2 separate regions of the Mus musculus genome follow, and region 1 is linked to region 2. A link is a contact called in public HiChIP or PLAC-seq data. All regions are on one chromosome and are shown on one strand. The core of a region is the stretch at or near the end of the contact, and the rest is flanking DNA. Distances in the headings are between cores, read along the strand shown. Region 1 overlaps Cd44 (CD44 antigen). Region 2 overlaps Slc1a2 (solute carrier family 1 (glial high affinity glutamate transporter), member 2).

Region 1 (3,452 bases), core at 182-2,681, 120 kb before region 2:
TTCAAATCCTTCCTGGGTTGGGATGGAATCAAGAGTAACAAAATGTACACATATTTCAGGGACGATATAGGGTGGGAGAAGCATCACTTATTGAGCCTCTTCTTATTTTGACCACTTACTATGTTGAGTGCTAATGACAGTGAATCATGTGCAGCGCATGACAACCCCATCCAGAAGGCTGGACCATTCCTTTACTAAGGAAGAAACTGAAGCTCACAGGCTTACCTTGTCTAAAGCTATTCGAAACTCAGATTTAAATGTGGGGACTTCCCAGTACTTCAACTTTCTCCTCATTTCTAGAGTATGTGGGTGAAGGGGGTGGACTATTTCAACATCTCACACACTCTATATGAGCATTAGACAGACAGATTTCTTTTTAAAGCAAAAAGAAAGTAGCTTTAATGTCATGTTATAGGACAATCCATTATCTTTCCTATACTCAAGATATATCAGCTATGAATTTCTAAAGGTGTGTCTGTATCTCCTTCAGCTATTGTCAACCGTGATGGTACTCGCTACAGCAAGAAGGGCGAGTATAGAACACACCAAGAAGACATCGATGCTTCAAACATTATAGATGACGATGTCAGCAGCGGCTCCACCATCGAGAAGAGCACCCCAGAAAGCTACATTTTGCACACCTACCTTCCTACTGAACAGCCTACTGGAGATCAGGATGACTCCTTCTTTATCCGGAGCACCTTGGCCACCAGTAAGGAGAATGGCATCCTGGGTTTTCCTCTAGCAGTTCTTTGACAGAATGCCAACGGCCTTCCTGAGTAACGCACACCCCAGGGTCTGTTTTCTGCCATCTCTAGACATCTAGCTGTGGGTGAGATCATTTAGGGAGTCCAGCTCTTGTTCCTGTCAGTGTTCCTGGTCATTGTGCCATGGCTTCTACTCCCCTTCAGATCCCCACCATCTTCACCTCTGAACCTCTTACCTTGGGATAAGGAATGCCATATTGGCAGGGTTTCCTCAGGAAGGTGCCGATTTTCTCTTGCTCCTAAGGATTTAACAGTGCCTCCGACCTGTTACAGAAATAATTTGTGGTGTTGCTTGTTTTATTCTTGTCATTTGCCATTTTCTTTAAGAGAAAACTGTTCTCTTAAAGTCAGGACTGTAGAGTGTATGCTCCATCAGTGCCTTAAAGGATCCATTCTTAGGATTCTGATTGTGTAATATCCATATTCTTAACCCTAATTTTCAAACCATGCTCCCCCCCCCCCCCCCGCCAAAGGAAGCAAGAGTGAGGGGTTTTCTGATCACCTTCTGTTGCTGTAGAGTTCTGGATTGCAGTTTGTGGGGGAAGACCCTAATGCAAGAGCATTAGGTATCTGTGGGCAATGGCAGGGGAGGCAGCCCATGCAGCATTGAGTGGCTGCAGGTTTGTGCAGATGAGCTCTGTTAGGAAGGTGCTCAGAGATTTTTATCTCCTCCACTTCCCTCTCTGCACTTCCTCTATGGTTTGTTTTAGAATGAGGTTTTAGATGGCCGGGCTCCTTCTGTGGAGAATTATTCACACCCAAAAAGGGCAGCTAAGCCTTCACTGAGCCTCCTAGTATGGTGTGGATTTTCACATTTCCTGGCTGAAACTCAGAGGGGTGGAACTCTGGCTTTTTCACCGTTTGGCAGGAACGTACTGGCTTGGGAATATACAAGATAGGGCCCTTGTCACCCAGAAGCCAGGAAGCCTCCATAGCACTCTGAAGCAAGCTGAACTCACTTAACAGTGTTTTAGATTTCTGTTATCAGGTTGCTGAGTGAGGGGGAAGGCTGATATGAACGGGTGCAGGATTCCAGTCATTCTCAGGAAATTGTTTGAAGCCTTTCCAAAAAATAAAAAAGAATCCCCCATCAGATTCCGGGGGTTCGGGGATAGCTCAATGGGTAAAGTGCTTGCCAGGCAAGCACATGAGGACCAGAGTTTTTTGATCTTCAGCATCTACATAAAAAGTTGAGCATGACAGTGTGCATCTGCACTCCTAATACTAGACAGAGACGGGGAAAACCTGGAGCTCACTGGCTAGCCAGCCCGGGCAAGTCAGTGAGCTCTAGCTTCAGTGAGGGTTCCTAGCTCAAAAACTAAGGTGGACAGCAAGCAGGATAACATCTTGATGTCAACCCCTGGCCTCTGCACATGCCTAAGTACACGGACTCCATCTATCCACATGAGGCAACGCTCACAAGCTTCTCACGCCCTCCCAGGTCACTTCCTCTCTGATGGTTTGTCACCTTGTTGTCTGTAGTGTCCTGGGAAATACCTCTCCACAGAGACCTCTGCAGAGCAGGCAGGTGACATTGCGAGCTATGTGCACCTACTTGGGTCCCCTGTCCTTTTGATGCAACCGTGTCTGACGTGCTTCTCATTGGAATGTGCAGTTTTGACAGATGTTGGCAAATACAGTAATTAGTGGTCTGATAAGGAAGCAGAACAGGTCTAACCTAAAGTCCTATTTCCCACCCCAAAAGAACATCCTCGAACAAAATCTGTCATGTGGAGATTGAATACAGCTGGAGTCCCAACCTGTGTGGGGTGGGAGTTTCACATGTACTTGAAGAGGGGTAATTGGCCAAATATATTAGCATCCTTAACCCATTCCCTAAGCACTGCTCCTTCCCCATCCAATCTGGCCAGTCAGTGAATCCATCTTAAGGTGCTAATTTTGTACCAGATCCATTCTAATACTCAGAGTCTCAGGGTTGAGCATGGCAGCACGCATCTGTATCCTAGTAACAAGGGTAATGGAGACTGGAGGTATCCTGCAGCTTGCTGCCTAACCAATTTAGCCAAATTCAGGTGCAGTGAGAGATCCTAGCTCAAAAATAAGGTGGACAGCAATCGAGGAATTTAATGTCAACCTGTAGCCTCCACACATGCACAAGTACACAGACTCCATCCGTCCACAAGGTACATCAGTTCAAGCTTCGGTGCTCTCCCAGGTCATTTCCTCTATGAATATCAAAAAAAGAAACCAGGGTCAGTGAGGTTTTCATCCATTCACTCCATATCATGTGTCTTCTCTGCTCCAGACACTGCTGAGGTTTATGAGGGTCAGAGGCAGATCGCCCTTCACGGGTACAGCATCCTAGCCCAGAAATCAAAGAAAGGGAGTGACCGAAGCGTACCTAAAACGCAGCTCAGGATTCGAGGGAAAAGGAGCTTTTGCCTTCCCTTTTTTAGAGAGCATGTGGCTTAGTTCTTTTTAATGGGTGTGGAGGAGAGGCCAGTTTGCCCACCAGTTTAAGTTTACTTGAATGTAGCAGGTAGCAAGAGAGCTATGCTATCTAAGCTTCTGAATAGAATCCTACCTTTTAAGTCCCATGAGGAGCTTCCCAAGGGCTTACTTATCACTGTTGGGTGGAGGGCTGAGACACAGTGAGAGGGAGTGGATGGAGATTAGCATGCAGGGGAGCAGAGGTCAAGAGCTGGGCTGGCTGAGGACATGGAA
Region 2 (3,651 bases), core at 766-3,265:
TTAAAATGTCACTTGTATAACCAGAACTCTGGTAAACTGCCCACAGGTAAAAGCCACTCAATCAAAGGAGTGTGGCTGCAGGCAGCCTTTGGATCACTATCATGTTTGAATGTCACTCAGCCATTTTCCAGATGACAGGTCCCAAATAAGTGCAAGCTGTCTTGGGAGTCTGCCCAGTAGAACCCCTGTTGGGGAAGAGAGGACCGTGTTTTCCCCTCCCCCACCATATCACCTCCAGGCCAGTAAGGTTTTTAGAACGAAGCTTATACATCTTCACTTTGATAAAATGAGGATACTTTGGTAGTATTTATTTACCAATATAATCATTTGATGGATGAAAAAAACAAAAACAGATGGGAAGACAGCAACACCTGGAGGGACACGTCATTGATAGATAGCATGACAGTGCCTTCCAAGGAAGGAGGGTGGCACACTTGCTCAGGTATTCTGACCAGACTAGACAAACCTTCACAGAAGTAACATCTTCCTGCAAAGCAATGGCCTGGCAGCATCACTAATGATAATGGGAGGAGTGTGGGCTTCAAGCATCTAAGTCCTCACTCTTTGCTTGCTAGCTGTGTGACACAGTGTTTAATGTGTGTCTTCCTTTTTAACTGGAAGCCAGAGTCATAGAACAGGGCTCTAAAGACATCTCATCTTGGAGGAGCCAGATTATATTATAATCCCCAGATTACAATATGGGGAAGGGAAGGGTCTGCTACTCCTTCATGAAAATTTAGTAAAGGCGGAGACGAAAAATGGCTCAATAAGGAAGATGCTTGCCCTGCCAGCAGGGAGCCATGAGCAAGGTTCTTAGAAATTACATCACAAATCTGGTTGTGGTGACAGACATTTATAATGCCAGCAATGGGGAGGCACAGACACGTAGATCCCTGGGGCTTGTTGGCTAGCCTAGTCTACTAGTGAGAGACTAAATGAAAGGCCTTGCTTCCGAAAAGAAAGTTTGATGGCACTTGAAGAATAACCTTTCACCTCCACGTGCACATGCAGACATGTACACACACAGCTGCACACACACATGTGCACCCATCTGCCTGCACAACACACATATACACGTAGACAAAATGCTCAAAAAAATACAGTGGTGTGGTGCCTGCCACAGGCAGTATCTTTCTCTAGAGAACAGGAAGAAGAGGACAGGCTTATCAAGGTCCTTGCAGAGATGACAATAAGTTAAAGGACCTATCTAGTGGCCCCAGCATTCCAACAAGACATTGAGAATTTAACTCAGAGCTAAATTTCTGGACCTAAACACAATGGCTTACTTATTCATAGCAAGCTGTTTTAATGTGTTTACTATCAAAATTCCCTAAAACTTAGGACTAGTACTTCATGGTCTGCCAGGAAACTAAGGTGAAAGTAAGTAGTCAAAACTTAAAAGCTCTTAGTGTCCCCTATGTTCTCCTTACTAAATTGCCGTTGCAGACAACTTCTGACTTCAAGCCACAGGCGGGTACTGAGGATCTCTCAGACCACCTATAAAAAGAAAGCAGTGTGGCTGCATGTTCACAGGGATCAGCGAGCAGCCCAGGCCACCTCCTTCACTGCCAAATGAAACACACACAAAGTGTTCCGTGCAGCAAGCAGGAGGCAATGACCAGAACCATCTCTAGAGCACAGACAGATCCCATTTCTAGTTTTGCACTGGGATCTTTTTCCATCTTTAAACAATTCTCCAGACAGAACTGTGCAGTAAAATTAAGCTCAAAACTAGAAAATGGCCCATGAGGAACAGAGGCAGTCCATGTGCTGAAACAGTGAGCATACTTTCTTAGCCAGCCCCTCCCCAAACTCTGGCACCTCCTCCCCTCTCTCCCACCCAGATCATCATCCCTCTTGCCTTCAGTTTCATTTGTACCCTGCTGCCATTGACATCAGAATCCTGTCTACTCTTGCCATTAAATTGAGTCTAGCAAGTATTGACAGCAAACATTCTGGCAAGTCCCACATGATGTCATGAAAGTGTTAGACATCAAAACAGTCATGGTAAAGTGGAAACACAGAGACATTAGGCTCACATCTGCACCCCAGAAGGGTTTGCGTGCCTGTTGCACACATTTCTTTTGCTATACAAAATTGCAGCTTGCTTAATCATTTGCTTTTTAGGCTGTGTCAAAAATGTCCCGGAAACCCTGAGTCAAAACAGCCACATCAAAGTGGCAGCATCAAGATGTCCTGCATCCACAGCGCTTACTTAGAAGGTCTCCCACTTGCTTGCTTAGAACTAAGCAGATGTTCACGGCTTCTGAGTTCCTGAAATATACGTGTGAAAAGTAAGCTTGAACATCTAACTTTATTTATTATCATTATTGGGGGGCTCCACCGTACTCCTGTGGAAAGGAGAGGACACCAGTCAGGAGTCAGTTCTTGTCTTCCACCACAGGCTTTGGGGATTAATTTCAGATTGCTGGGCTTAAACAACGACTCTTTTACCCAGTGAGCCATCTTGACAACACAGTGAGTACATTTTAAACTAAATCAGAGACTCGGTTTCAGCCAGGGATGCAAGGAGCTCACCAATCTATACGCAAAAATGTATAAGTCTGGCCATTTGCTGCATCTCTTGGGTCACAAGGGGAGCCTAAGGAGAAGATTCCAGAATATTAATGTGAAACATTAATACCAAAGATGATTACATAGCACAGTGTAGAGCTGCTTCTGAGCCTACATCACTTTAGAACATACACATGTGCTGGTTACTAAACAAACAGCAGCAATGATGAACAACATGTATAGATTTATTGACTATTCTCCACTGGTCAGACATTATACTCTGTAATAAGAGCCTCTGCTTAGAAAAGGGGAGAAAGTGTGGTGAACTGTAATTATCTGCTTCACATCTGGGCTGTGATAAAGTCCTGAATGGGTTGCTACTAGGAATCTCAAGAATTATGCTAATTCAGGTTAGGGAAGGCATAGCGGGTGTTTAGGAAAGGTCTCTTGGAGGGATACATTCCTGACCTGGATCTCAAAGCTCTTTCTTAGCTTAAACCCCTGCATCCTTTACCAGTCTATGAGCCCTGAGAGAGCAAGCCTGTGACCTTCCACATAAGCACAAACTGGGAATTGAAATGCATTCCTGAGAGATACCCGGCTTTCTCCAGGATGCCCTCCTTTCTCCAGATGTTGGCAACATACTGTTTGAGTACTCCTGCACCATTTGGCCTCCAGGCCTCGGATTTCATCTGGGATCACAGTGCAGTTCCCACTCTCTAAGAGCTACTGAAAGCAGTACAGTAAACAAAATAAACCCAGAACAAAAGCTCTTGCTCTCGTGTAGTTGGGAGAAAGAGCAAGTGGATAGGCTTACTGCAGTGGTGATGGCACTGGACAGAAGTAAAGACAGTGTGGGTATATGCTTCTATATCAAGTGGTCAGGGCAGCTTTCATGACTAGGGCATAGGTGAGCATCAGCCTGGAGAAAATGCAGAGCCTCTTTGAGTTCTGAAATCTGTTCTTAGCTTAGCAAGTCAGTAAACTAAATATGATATGGCCACCTGTTCAGCTATCCTAGAACCAAAAACTCCCACCAGATATAACCCCTTACATCTAAATGTTGGATTTTAGCATGTGTTCTGATTGAGATGGCTGACAAATAAGTAATGCTGGGGCCTAGTGCCATCATGAATG

The links. HiChIP or PLAC-seq counts read pairs in DNA pulled down with a chosen protein or histone mark.
Region 1: a contact with region 2 is called in a BATF HiChIP or PLAC-seq map of CD8 T cells, with 6 read pairs. The contact joins two enhancer-like sites. A contact is called at or near these places in 8 of 39 promoter capture datasets (the 3T3-L1 cell line, the HPC-7 cell line, embryonic stem cells and 4 more), 1 of 15 datasets of contacts at CTCF or cohesin (CD8 T cells), 5 of 484 Hi-C or Micro-C datasets (B cells, the G1E-ER4 cell line, liver and 2 more), 4 of 115 datasets of contacts at active chromatin or transcription factors (CD8 T cells, bone marrow-derived macrophages, effector CD8 T cells and 1 more) and 1 of 9 other capture datasets (embryonic stem cells).

What each region holds. Positions count from the first base shown.
Region 1 is chr2:102,850,275-102,853,726 of GRCm38.p6, reverse strand. Cd44 (CD44 antigen) reads left to right here. Exons shown (of 9, transcript NM_001039151.1): 5 at 491-712. Among named protein-coding and RNA genes, the nearest start is that of Gm23731, 46 kb to the left of the region's middle. Within about 2 kb of position 1,431, at least 37 of the 459 cell types and tissues checked have an H3K27ac peak or open chromatin away from gene starts, as enhancers often do. A contact at or near this core is called in CD8 T cells and the G1E-ER4 cell line, where this site is marked.
Region 2 is chr2:102,731,750-102,735,400 of GRCm38.p6, reverse strand. All of the region lies in intron 1 of Slc1a2 (solute carrier family 1 (glial high affinity glutamate transporter), member 2), which reads right to left. Among named protein-coding and RNA genes, the nearest start is that of Gm13872, 13 kb to the left of the region's middle. Within about 2 kb of position 2,015, at least 21 of the 459 cell types and tissues checked have an H3K27ac peak or open chromatin away from gene starts, as enhancers often do. A contact at or near this core is called in CD8 T cells and the G1E-ER4 cell line, where this site is marked.